Linked DNA regions of Hordeum vulgare: region 1 is linked to region 2. Evidence: chromatin contacts called from public Hi-C data. All regions are on one chromosome and are shown on one strand. Each heading gives the region's core, a stretch centred on a gene start, on an enhancer-like site or on the middle of the called end of the contact. The rest is flanking DNA. Distances are from core to core; before and after follow the strand shown. Region 1 has its middle 90 kb from the start of LOC123411474. Region 2 holds the start of LOC123411474.

What was found. A called contact is a pair of places that touch in the nucleus more often than the background predicts.
Region 1: a Hi-C map of leaf shows a contact between it and region 2, with 2.1 times the contacts expected there. The contact joins the enhancer-like site here to the promoter of LOC123411474 in region 2. A contact is called at or near these places in 2 of 6 Hi-C or Micro-C datasets (leaf and seedling).

The regions. Positions count from the first base shown.
Region 1 is chr7H:417,707,726-417,714,385 of MorexV3_pseudomolecules_assembly, reverse strand. No RefSeq gene overlaps it. Among protein-coding and RNA genes, the nearest start is that of LOC123411474, 90 kb to the right of the region's middle. Within about 2 kb of position 4,420, at least 3 of the 3 cell types and tissues checked have open chromatin away from gene starts, as enhancers often do. A contact at or near this core is called in leaf and seedling, where this site is marked.
Region 2 is chr7H:417,614,967-417,622,174 of MorexV3_pseudomolecules_assembly, reverse strand. It overlaps LOC123411474, which reads right to left and starts at 1,259. Exons shown (of 3, transcript XM_045104423.1): 1 at 349-1,259; 2 at 124-261. The coding sequence starts at 1,026.

The DNA.
Region 1 (6,660 bases), core at 3,171-5,670, 89 kb before region 2:
TGCCAAAGATTTATGACTAATCAATCTATCCCCTTACAAGAAGTATATATAACACATGCGACCTAGGTCAATACTCGTCCATACGCCCTACTTCGGCCCAAGCCTATCAGCGAGGGGCCTCGCTACGCTTGCTGTGAGAAGTTAGCTTTTATGTTTATACTTGCATTTGAAGCATAACATAACATTTTCATGTTTATTTGTTTGATCTAGATTGCTCTTCTCAATTGATTGGCTGAAAGTTTGTTTTTTTCTCGAAACATGAAAAGATAGCATACCATCATTCTTCTATACATGAATTTCTAGCGCTAGCTAATATGCTCAGAATCCTTTACTTCATCTGAGACCCTGTGTGAGGCCACATGATTCATTCTGTTGCGTTCATGTCATTTTGCAACATTGTAGGATCAATGCCTCATATGTTATTTGGAAATGCTCTAACAAAAAATTCGTGAGGGATTCTCGTTTTCATTAATGATATTAGGGCCACTATGGCTATCATTCATAAGAAACACCTCACAACAACAGTTATCACACTTGGGCCATAATTCATTCATTCCTTGTTTTCGTATTAAGGGCCCGAGATTGTAGTTTCACCCGAGCCCCCCAAAATCTCAAGACTGCCCCTGGAGGCGCGAGATAGTAGTCGGCCACGATCGATGACAAAGGTGGTGGCACATGGCGATCACCAACACGGGTCAACTAATTGCGGGTGAGGACACGTGGGACGGTAGCTACGATGCCAATGAGATGCGGCTAGGCCCAAAATGAGCAGGGGAGGTAGCTCACGTCAATTTAGAGATGGCACCGAGGCTCAGGCAGTCTATTTTTTTGGTGTGGGGGGATTTATCCAAAATATTGGGACTAAGAACTAGTTTTTTGGGCTAGTCCATTAACTTTGCTGAACTTCACACGCTTTGGTGATGGACGGTGAGCCCAAGTAAAGAAGTTTTTGCACTTAGAATTATTCGAAACATTTATGACAATTGCTGGGAAGGGAACAAGTTTGACATGAGAAGTTTCTCCTCAGATGCGGCCAAACCGCTGAAGTCGGCGGTCCCAGTGGCCACTCACAAATAGGCCCAAGTATGTTTGCCACGAACAATGAACAAGGGAGCAGCTATCCGGGTAAAATAAGTCACTAAGGGCGCATTTAGTTACCCGCATATGCCTGAGCCAGGCCCGCGCAGGAAGAGAATGAGTCGTTTGGTCACCCGCATTGACTAGTTGGCCTACATAGCACGAACATTAAAGCACCTCTAGGCATGCATCGAAAGGAACGCTCAAATTGGTCGTTTTTGTGTAGCCGGGCCCGAGCGGTGCAACCCTAGGCACGTGGGTGCGGGAGGCTGGAGGCGTCGATGCAGTCTCAAGACGCCAGTTGTTTCCCGAACCGACGTCATAAATTACTCTCACCTTCCTTCCTCACCGCTATCTCCCCTCTTTCCCACTCACATCGGCGGCGATGACCACCGGAGCGACAGCACCAGGATCTACGACGGCGGCAACCACCGCAGCGACTTCAGACCTCCACACCGAGTGCATCGGACATGGCGGTAAGTCATTTTCACTCTCTACATCGGCAATGACTCAGGTTAGATTTACTCTTTAGCAAGGGATTGGAGAGTTAGGGAGGGGATTGAACACGTCGAGAGCGGGGGGGATTCAAACAACCCTCATCTTCACTTCTTGGCTAAATTGTCGATTACATCGAGAGTGGGGATAGGGATACTGCCTATTTGTCTAGTCCATGCGACCCTAGAGTCGCGGTGAGCCGCGGTGGGGCGTAGGCTTCTTCTTTTCTTCTTCGCCGTTGCCTTCTTCCTCATTGTCACCGTCAAGAACGATGGGTCCTACACGGCCGCCTGTCGTCGGCGCCTTGGCCACCTTCTAGAGCTTGTCGTCTTCCTCCGTTGGCACCTTGGCCACCATATGCACCTCATTGTATTCCTTCATAGGATCCACCACAGTTCTTGTCGTCCAGTACACCATGGCATGGTGGTCATTGGGATTCATGTACTCCATGTACTAGGCCCACTTGGCCCTGTGTCCAGCGTAACCAGAGTTGGCCCAATTCGTGGCCCAGCGAAGTATGTCGACTCACATATCACCATTCATTGGGTCAGGAATCAACGTCTTCAACTCCTTCGTTGTCGCCTTCTTCACCACAACATCGGGCTCCTTGTGCACTTCACCCATGCTCGTGAAATTCGAGCACACTTCCATTGTATCCCCAAACTTCGTGTGGTCATCGAGCGAGCACCCGAGGAAGAACACCCTCTATACCATGCCCCAGGGGAAAGGGTTAGGGTTGGAGTTGGAGTTTATGGTGAGTGAGAGGTAGTAAAACATAGAGGTTGAAGAAGAGAAGGGGTGAAAATGAGAGAAGAGGTGAAAATGAGAGAGGGTTCGGGTGCGGTGCTGGCTAAGAAGTGTGGGTAAATGTAGGAGCGTTAGGCCGGTAGGAATGATTGCATGTGTGTTGTTGATAATGTGGATGGACAAGGGCAAGGAGGTGGTGCCACCATTGGAGAAGGTCAAGGAGGTCGTGCCTCCATTGGTGGACGTGCTGGTGCAGGGTCACCCTAACGCCAAGCGGAGGAACTACGGGCACTACCATATGACAGCCCCAATGCATTCCTCCCCCCTATTGTAATTTCTTTCCTTGTAAGGCAACCTTGTTATGATGATCAAGTGGTTTCAGTTGATGGTGTCTTCATTTCATGTGCATCATGGCATCTTGCATAGCATCAATTCTTGTTCTTGTTCTTGTTTGTGTTGCTTGTGGAAATATGGCATGAAGTGTGAAGTGCTTGGTGTGAAGGTGCCCTCGTGTTTGCAAGAAGATTGGGTGCAACAAGATCAACCTCAAAACCCCTTGTTGCACCATAGTTCAAAACTTCTCTCCCATTTCCAATTATTTTGTGGCAGATTTAAAAGCTCCTGTTTTTCCCCAATAAAGAAGTTCCTCCTTTTCTAAAATTCTTCTTGTTATTGTGGAGGCAACTCCTCTGGTTTTATTTTTATCTCCTTTTGATTTTATTTAAAAAACAGAGTCCATTTAAAAATAAAGGCATTTAATTTTGGTCTCCTAAAATGCCCCACTTATTTTTATAAATAGTGGCAACATTTTAGAAGACTAAATATATTTTTATTTTTTGTTAACTCCTTTTCTTCTAGCCACTCGCATTTATTCAAGTATGTTTTGATTTTATTGCGAAGGGGTTTACTCCCACAGAGAAAGAGAGCCAGGCCCAACAACTGAAGCTTCAGGCCCACGGTCCAATAGGATGACCCTTCTCCCTCCTCGTTGTTGTTATCGTCGTACGACGCCATGGAGACCGCCGATCGTTCTTTTCCCGCGATCGACGGCTCAGTGCCTCGGGGTGCGAGCTATAAGGCTCCACCATCCCTCTCCTAACCCTAGCCCTCGCCTTCTCCCCCTCTCCCCCCCTTCGTCATCAGGACGACCGCCAGAGCTCCACCGTCGCCATGGAGAGCTTCGGCCCGAGCTCATCGCCGGCGTAGGGCTTCGTCTTCCTCCTCCCCGTCCCTGCCAGGAGCAAGAGGACGCCGGGGGCATTCCATTTTTCGCGAATATTGGCGCCAGGAGCTTCTTCCCCGAAGTCCACGATGGCCGGCTTGTTCGTCGACCTCCGGCGAGCACCTCGTGCAGCAGCTCATCACGTCTCATCCTCTCCTACGCCGGATCTCCTTCTCTGAACCCTCGATGAGCCACGGGCCGCTCTCCTTCGCTTCCTCTCTCTATTAGCCGCATTTGAGCAGTGAAATCGATGCATGTCGGAGTTGCACCGGGAGGTTGATGTAGTCGTAGCCGCTGCTTTTTATTGCTTGCGCGTGCATGCACATGTGCATGGGCATAGCCCCTCTGCATCATGGCTGTGGTTCCCAGCGCCGCACCGTAGCGTAGCTTAGGGTAGTTTCCCCACCTAGCCGTGCTGCCGCCGTGCGTAGTATGCCGTGCAACGGGGAGCGTCGGCGGCGGCGCCTCTCTGCCAAAGCAGAGCAAGCGCCCCCTTTTATGTGTTTACGGAGAGTGGTTCCCCCTTTTGGGACAGTAGTACCGCACGAGCTCAGTTGGCTTTTTCCCCACGCGCAGACCCGGCAGGTCTGGGGTTCGAGACCCAGCGCCTCGCTTTTTTGCTTCGGTATCTTGGTGTGGTAGTTTTAGCAAGCACGGCGGTTCATCCTGCCTGCTGCTGTGTTAGTGTAGCTAACACCTCGCTACCGCAGTGGCAACAGAGCCACAACTGCCCTTGTAGAACGTGGACTCGAGTCCCCCCGGGCGCCCCACTTTCGGGATTTTATCTCAATTACCCCCTCTGCTAGTTTAGATACTCGCTTGTAGCCTAGTGGTAGGGTGTGTGTGCGTGGAGGCGGAGGTTGTGGGTTCGAACACCCACCATGCCCCCATTTTATTTCATGTGTTGTGGTGTGTAGGGCCACGTGGCATACTCTAGGCCCCCTGGTGCGTATGACTAGTGGGCCCCCCTGCCAGTTTATATATGTTGGGGATATATATTTTTGTGACTTGTGTGATATTCCCTTTTGTGGAATATTTCTGAAAGGGGATTTGCCAAATCTGGCATATACCCAACTGGGTATGATTTGACTTATATGTAGTATTGGATTATTTGTAGATTTTCTTTTCGGTTTTTAGGTAGTTTTATGCAAGCAAGTATATAGGTATGATGTAAGGAATTTGCTTAATCTGGTTTATACCAAATCTGGCAGGTGCAAGAACAACCCTTGTTCTTGACATGAGTAGTTTTGATTTCGATTAGCATTTGTTTGCTGTTTTGTGGTGTTTTTATGCATGCAAATATAATAGTATGATATATGGAATTGGGGTAGAAAACCCCCACGAATCTATTGGTGGCAATGATTTACAGTTTGGAGCAGTTCTGCAAAAGTGTCATTTTGTGATGAGGTGGCACTTGGTCTTGAGTATGATTGTTTCTGTGCATATTTAGAAGTTTGTGCATACATGCATCATATTGGTTGTTGCATAGTCTCTCGCTGGTGTTTATTGGGTGATTGTTTCTTTTGGGTAGCTACTGGGTCTGGAAACGAGTTCGAGGAGTCCGACGAGTTCATGCAGGAAGATTAGGAACAGTTTGACTCTGAAGATTTCACAAGCAAGATGATCATGACCTTGGCACCGTTTCTAGCTTTATCATGCTTAGTTGATTTTTTTTCCATCATTATAATCCACTGCCTACCACCTAATATATAGGCCATCAAACATTGCCATGAAACCTCTAACACTTCCTCTCCTAGAAAATATTGTTTGGCTAGGTTAGGCTTCTTGAACCATTTTATTAGCGTTCCTAGTTGCAGGTGCAAGCTGGTCCATGCGATAACATGTGCAATTGATATCATCTTATTTAAATGCTATTTAATTAGTGCACCTATGTACTTGGTTAATAGCGGAAGGCCAAACCTTTTACCGGGTGATTTGTTCCGCTGTTGTCACCTTAGTTTCGGCTAGAGGTGTTCTATTCCATAACTAAGCGCTCCTAACACGTTCGGGGTTGTTATGGGGACCCCCTTGGTAAATCATTTAGTGTTAAGGCTTGTCTCGCAAGATCCAACTTTGGTATTAATTTACTAACAACTTAATAATAAAAGCATAGGGAATAGCTACCCCGAGGAACTTATTCAACAACCTGGGCCAGTGCTCCTCATGAGTGTTGGTCCTAATTAGAGCAACTTGCGGGGCCACCTGGGGCAACTCGGGGATTTCTATCTGGCCACTGTACATAATGTTCATCCGTCATGTCCTGAGAACGAGATACGCGGCTCCTATCGGGTTCGTCGACACGTTGGGAGCTCTTGCTGGACTTGTCTTAATTTATGATATATCTTACGCATTGGGATTCCGGTGAGACTTTGCGTCTTATCAGGGTTGAGGTTTTCCTCTAAGGAATCCGACGAGATCGCGAGTTTCGCGGTCGAGGATTTCTATGCGGCATGTGGTAATTTGTGATGGATTAGTTGGAGCACCCCTGTGGGGTTAAATCTTTCGAAAAGTTGTGCCCGTGGTTATGTGGCAATCATGGATATTTTGTTAACATCCGTTTCTAGATAACTCTAAGTAACTTAATTAAAATCGGCCAATTGTGTGCGTAACCGTGACTCTCTCTTTCAGAGTTCCTTCTCTGATCAAGAACACGGTGGGGTTATGATTGACGTAGGTAGGTGTTCAGGATCACTTAGTGATTGTTCTTAGTTAACGACTGTCATGCATAGACCACCATTATCTTAATAATGTTCAATGTAAATTAGCCACCATAAATGCTTAGGCTGCTGCAGACTCAAACATATACGCCAACCTCACCTATTAACTTAGTTAGACTCGATACCAAGGTCATGAGATTGTTGAGTCCCTGTGGCTCACAGATTACTACTACCACCCATAGGTACAGGTACTCCAGATGCAGATGCTTCCGAGTATATCCAGCTGAAGTGGGAGTTCGGCGAGGGCAGTGGCAGGCTGTACGTGATGTATCCCGAGGACAAGAGGCACTTGGTCGTGATCGTGGGCCTAGCAAGGTAGGATAGCACTAGCTTTTCTCGTTTATCTTGTCCGTAGTCAGACCCTGTTTTTCATTTGAATAATGTATGACTGTGTGACTCTGT
Region 2 (7,208 bases), core at 10-2,509:
TACCCACACATATTGCTAGATCACAGACACGATAAGGAAACTGCAACAGGTTCAGATACGGCAGAACGCGATGCGAAGAATTACCTTCAAGCGCGGCCGCTTGACGGCATTGAGCCGGCGTACCTCGTACCGGATCCGCTTCGAGAACAGCCGGGCATGTCGCTTCTCCTTATACCGCCTCACCCGCTCCGCCCTCCCGGACACCTCCGGCGAGCTCCACGTCGCCGCCTGCCGCGGCGGCGCCACATCCACGAACACCTCCTGCAACGCAACGAGACTCCGTGTCAGGATTCACGAGCGCGCATCGTCCCCCCGAGTCCGAGAAGATAAAGGGGGTCTTAGGCTTACAGAACCAAGCTCCAGCTTGGGCGTCACGTGGCCCGCCGCGCCGTCGATGTAGAGGGACCCGCGGCCCGCCCAGGCGGCCAGGATCTCGTCGTAGTCCAGCTTGAGCAGCGGCGACCGCGCGGAGGCGGCGCCCGTGCTCGCGGCCGAGGAGCACGAGGATGACGTGGTGGTCGTCGCGGTGGCCGCGCTAGGCGAAGAGGAGCTGCTCCTGCAGTACACCCACCGCTCCCTCCCCCGGAGCGCGCGCCGCGCAAGGTCCTCCTCCCCGCCAGCAGTCCCCGCGGAGGCGTCCGGGGAGGGGGTGCACGAGGGCGAATCCCCTTCGCCGCCGCCGGAAAAGGAGGAGGAGGACAGGCCGAGGATGTCAGTGAGCGACGGCGCCGCCGCGAAGAGAGTCGACGGCGCCTCAGGATGCAGCGCGAACGGCTCGAGCTGCTGCTGCTGCTGCTGCTGCTGCTCGTGCCCGCATCCATCCTCCACCGCCTCCTCCGTGGACGGCGACGCCAAAGCCGAGGGTGGCGGCAAGGAATCCTCCGCCGACAGAGATTCGGCAGGCTTGTCGACCTCCACCGCCTTGGCGAGGTGGCGGCTGAGGCTGAGGTACTTGGTCTTCTTCTTCTTCTTCACCTTGGCCCGGCGCGACCCTCGCCGCCGGCCGCCGCCGCCGCCGCTAGCCATGGCCTCGGAAATACTTCACTACAACCTCAAGGTGCTCCCTGCAAAATGGGCGACAAGCATGGGAACATGAGCACGGGAGAAGCTATTTGGAGGGAAAGCGAGGGGATCTCCCGCGGCCGCGAGCAGGGTGGCGCGGGGCCAGCAAAGGCGAGGCGCTTTTTCCATGATCCTGCGCGGACGTGGCCAAGTTTTACTGACATGGCGACGCCCCATTGGCTGGCCGGATTGCGGTGCTCGGGGTCCTACGGGATCTGGTAGGGTGGGGTTTTAACGGCTTCACGGAGGTTTTGTGATGGGGTGGGCGTTCACATCGTCGCCGTTGCGACTTTAACGCCGGTGCTACGTCTTGACCTTAATCTCGAAACACGTTTTCGTCCCGCTTTATAGATAAAGCACATAGTCCAGCATCTAAACAATACAAACCAACAAAGTGCAAACGTAGGAAATGCTGGGGCACCAGCACATTCCTGCCCAAGAAAGGAAAAGAAACCAAAAATGCCAACGGAGGGGCGGCTAAGGTGCACCCATGGAGCGGCGAGCCGCCGGGCAGCTGCCATCAGCGCATCCAGGTATCGCTGAAGCCTGCCGCGGTCTTGGGTCCTAACGAGCGGATGTCAAAGCTGTAAAAAGGCAAGGAATTTGAAGAACGAGTCAAAAGCACGTCGCTGAAAGATCCTTTCAATCACCATTTTGTTGCGAGTAGTCCAAAGGGTCCACATCATAGCTGCGAATAGCAGCCAGAACAGTCGGCGCTTACGGCCGACCTGGGTGGCCCGTACCTGCAGGAAATCTGCAAGGTCCGAGGCCACCCATTCCGGTCCGAGGGCCTCGCGAACAAAGCACCAAAGGGCCTGTGCCGCGACGCGGGAGAACAAAATGTGAGCGCCGGTCTCCGGGACATGGCACAACGGACAAATGCCGTTACCCGGACCATGGCGTTTCAACACCTCCGTCCCTGAAGGCAGACGATCTCGAAGAAGCTGCCAAACGAAAATCTTGATCTTCAGGGGCAACGGTGCCTTCCAAAGTGGGGATATCCACGGAAGGACAGGCATCCTACACAAAGCCAAATAGGCCGAACTAACGGAGAATTCTCCTGAGGGAGAAAGACTCCAGGAAACACTATCTCTGGACGACAAGGCAGGGAGGGGAACCACCGCCTGCAGGAGTTCCTAGTCCTCGACCTTAGCTGGGCCGAGGGGACGGCGGAACGCAACCTGCCATCCGTCCTCCACAGCAGACGCAGAGACAAGGACGGTAGGGTCGTCGCAAATAGCAAGAGCCTCGGGAAGCGCGAGCGTAAGGGTTCGCCATCCATCCAGGGGTCTAGCCAAAACTGGGTCTCTGCCCCATTACCCACCGAGATCCGCAGACCCAGTCTAATGTCGTTCTTGATGCCCTGAATGGATTTCCAGAACTGCGACCCAGACGCGAGCGAGCAGGCCAAGAGGGGCCTGCCCTGCAGGTACTTAGCCTCAATCAGTTGAAGCCACAGCCCCCCGTCTCCCTGCAGGATCCGCCACACCCAGCGAAGCATGAGAGAACCGTTCATGCGGCAGGAAGCTGGAATGCCCAAGCCTCCTCGGTCCTTTGGCAGGCAAATATCAGCCCATTTTACCATGTGGTATTTGGGTCTACCATCCCCTGCCTGCCAGAAGAACCTAGCCAACTCCTTATCAAAGGCGCTGTGCACCCCTTCGAGCAGAATATACATCCCCATCAAATACACGGGGAGACTCGCAAGGTTAGAGCTAATGAGGACAAACTTGCTTCCTTTAGATGTGAACCTGCCACACCAGGGCTCCGCACGGGACGTTACTCGTCCCACAAGCGGATCAAACCCATTGACCAAAATTCTGGACTTGGCAAGAGGCATCCCCAAATAAGAGATGGGGAGGACAGCCAGTTTGCAGTTAAGGTTGTCTGCGATCCTGTGCTGCTTAGCCTCGGAGTATCCCAGGACCACCACCTCACTCTTATCAAAGTTAATCTTAAGTCCAGACATTTCCTCAAAGCAGAGTAAAAGGAACTTAAGATTAGCAATGTCCGAGTCGGAGCCTGTGACCATGATCATGGTGTCATCCGCATATTGGAGGTGAGATACACCACCACCCGAGATGAGGTGACCAACCACCCCCTGAATATGCCCGGCGAGCTTTGCCTTATCCAGGATGCCGGCGAGGGCGTCGACAGCGAGATTAAAAAGCAGGGGGGAAACAGGGTCACCTTGTTTGACCCCCCTGGAAGCCTGGAAAAAGGGGCCCACTTCCCCATTAACATTGATCGTTGTGCTACCGGATCTAACCAGCTGCATGATCCAGGAGCACAACCTCTAGTCAAATCCGCGATGTTGCATCACCATCCTCAAAAAGGACCAGTCCAGGCGGTCATACGCCTTCTGGAAGTCCAATTTGAGGAAGACCCCCTTGAGTCCCTTGGACGCCACCTCGTGGACAATCTCATGGAGGGCAAGAATCCCATCATGAATCCGCCTGCCCTTCAGGAATGCGGACTAGAGAGGGTGAGCAATCCGTGCGGCCACAGTGGACAGGCGAGTGGTGCATACTTTAGCAAAAAGACGCGCCACCACGTTGATCAATGTGATGGGACGGAATTGCCGAATATCCGAGGCCCCAACTACTTTGGGGATGAGATCAATGACGCCATATTTAAGTCTGCCCAAGTCTAGGGTCCCAATATAGAATTCATGGAACATGGGCATGATGACCGGGCACACGGTCTCCCAGAATCTCTGGAAGAAAAAAACTGGGAGGCCATCCGGGCCCGGGGCCGAGCAAGCCTTCATAGAGGCCACCGCCTGACCCACCTCCTCCGGGGAGAACGGAAGGGTGAGTTCCGCATTCTCCTCATCGGACACCTGATTGGCAAGCGGCCAGAAGTCGACACTAAGGAAAGAGCCTCCCCGCGGCTCTGCCGAGAAAAGCTCCTTATAGAAGGAGTAAATATGAGATGAGATGTCCTATGGGCTCTCTAGAAGGGCATCCCCATCCCGGAGGAAGGGTATGACGCATTTCCGCCTACGGCCATTAGCGATGGCCTCAAAGTAGGCGGTGTTTGCATCACCCTTCAGAAGCCAGTTCTGGCCTCCTCGACGCTGCCAAAACAGTTCCTCGTTCTTGAAGATGTCCATGAGCGCGGCGTCGAGTGAATATCTACGGGCCCAGTCATCCGGGGAAAGACCTGGCCCGTCTGCCAAGTCATCTAAGGCCTTAATCTGACCCAGCAGGTCCCCTTTACGGGCCCGGAGGTCAGCGCCCAGATTCGCACCCCATCCCTTCATGGCTTGGCGCGCCCGCTTCGCACAGTGGTACCAGATGTCCACCGCACAGAAGACACGCGGCGGGGAAGCGGCCGCAAGGAGCCAGCGGTCACGGACCAGCTCACGGAAGCCAGGCTGCTCCAGCCAAAACGTCTCAAAGCGAAAACGACGGGATCTAGGGGGGAACCATCCCCCGACGAGAAGATCAGCGGCGTATGGTCGGAGCCAATCTGCGTGACCGCCTTAAGGCCACACAGAGGGAACATCACTTCCCATTGGGGCGACATAAAGACCCGATCCAAAACACTCCGGATGGGGTCCGCCTGCTTATTAGACCACGTGAACCTAGCCCCTACGCGGGCTATCTCACGTAGCGCCAAGTCCGCGATGCAGTCGTTGAAAAGACGCATTCGGGGCCTATCCACATTTGGAGAACTTTTGTCTGAAGCCCACCTAATGAGGTTAAAGTCGCCGGCCACAACCACCGGAGTGGTGCATCTCTCCACCTTGTTCCTTAACTCGGCAAGGAACTCCGCCGAACGGCCATGGTCCGCCGGACCATAGACGATGATCACCTCCCAACTAAGGTGAGCCCGTCGATCAGTGATGGCCATACTCACGAAGAACTCTCCTCGGTCCATGTCCTCAACCGAGAACGCGTCTTCCCTAACACCAAGCAAGATTCCCCCAGAGTGACCCGTCGCAGGGAGCCACTGCGAGGCGAACTGGTGACGGGAGAGGCTTTGGAGCCCGAGCATGCTAAAGTCCTGACGAATCATCTCTTACAGACCCACAATGTCAATCTCTTCCTGACGCAAATATTCAATGAGTTGCCGTCGCCGGCCAGAGAGGCCTAAGCCCCTGATGTTCCAACATAGGAGCTTCATTTAACAACCTCGTCTGGATTCCTAGGCCCCACAAGCGGGGTCGAGCTAGCCCGCCCGCCGACCATAGGGCGGGGGAGATCCTTAGGCGGCCGACCCCGGTGTCCCCGAGCAGAGGGAGCGGCAGAGGCGACAGGGCCACGGGAGGCAGATCTGGGGCCGGACCCGCTCACCTCGCGGCGGGTCTCGGTGGGGTTAAGACGGGTGGGGGCGCACCTGGGCTCCCGAGCATGCGGGAGCCCAGCCATGGGCGTCACAGTCCCACCGGTCACCAGGGATGCACCACCATCCCTAGTCTCTCTAGGACCAGGTCCGGGGTGCACCGGGGGAGAAGGGGGGGTCTGCCCGAGTAGCGAGGCAACATGCTTCTGCCAGCGCCCCCTCAAGCCTCTCTTTCGCAAACAAGGCAGAGATCTGCTCAAGAGGGGGGCCTTTCTCCCTCCGAAATACAATACCACTATCCGCAGCCACATCCGCCAAAGGGGGCACCATATCGCTGTTGGAATTATGCCCTAGAGGCAATAATAAATATAGTTATTATTATAATTCCTGTATCAAGATAATCGTTTATTATCCATGCTATAATTGTATTGAATGAAGACTCATTTACATGTGTGGATACATAGAAAAAACACCGTCCCTAGCAAGCCTCTAGTTGGCTAGCCAGTTGATCAAAGATAGTCAGTGTCTTCTGATTATGAACAAGGTGTTGTTGCTTGATAACTGGATCACGTCATTGGGAGAATCACGTGATGGACTAGAACCAAACTAATAGACGTAGCATGTTGATCGTGTCATTTTGTTGCTACTGTTTTCTGCGTATCAAGTATTTATTCCTATGACCATGAGATCATATAACTCACTGACACCGGAGGAATGCTTTGTGTGTATCAAACGTCGCAATGTAACTGGGTGACTATAAAGATGCTCTACAGGTATCTCCGAAGGTGTTAGTTGAGTTAGTATGGATCAAGACTGGGATTTGGCACTTCGTGTGACGGAGAGGTATCTCGGGGCCCACTCGGTAATACAACATCACACACAAGCCTTGCAAGCAATGTGACTTAGTGTAAGTTGCGGGATCTTGTATTATGGAACGAGTAAAGAGACTTGCCGGTAAACGAGATTGAAATAGGTATGCGGATACTGACGATCAAATCTCGGGCAAGTAACATACCGAAGGACAAAGGGAATGACATACGGGGTTATATGAATCCTTGGCACTGAGGTTCAAACGATAAGATCTTCGTAGAATATATATGATCCAATATGGGCATCCAGGTCCCGCTATTGGATATTGACCGAGGAGTCTCTCGGGTCATGTCTACATAGTTCTCGAACCCGCAGGGTCTGCACACTTAAGGTTCGACGTTGTTTTATGCGTATTTGAGTTATATGGTTGGTTATCGAATGTTGTTCGGAGTCCCGGATGAGATCACGGACGTCACGAGGGTTTCCGGAATGGTCCGGAAACGAAGATTGATATATAGGATGACCTCATTTGATTACCGGAAGGTTTTCGGAGTTACCGGGAATGTACGGGGAATGACGAATGGGTTCCGGGAGTTCACCGGGGGGGGCAACCCACCCCGGGGAAGCCCATAGGCCTTGAGGGTGGCACACCAGCCCTTAGTGGGATGGTGGGACAGCCCAAAAGGGCTCTATGCGCCAAGAAGAGAAAAGCAAGAGAAAAAAAAAGGAGGAGGTGGGAAGGAAGGGAAGGACTCCCTCCCACCAAACCAAGTCCAACTCGGTTTGGGGGTGGGGAGTCTTCCCCCCTTGGCTCGGCCGACCCCCTTGGGGCTCCTTGAGCCCCAAGGCAATGTCCCCTCCCTCCCACCTATATATACGGAGGTTTTAGGGCTGATTTGAGATGACTTTTCCACGGCAGCCCGACCACATACCTCCACGGTTTTTCCTCTAGATCGCGTTTCTGCAGAGCTCGGGCGGAGCCCTGCTGAGACAAGGTCATCACCAACCTCCGGAGCGCCGTCATGCTGCCGGAGAACTCTTCTACC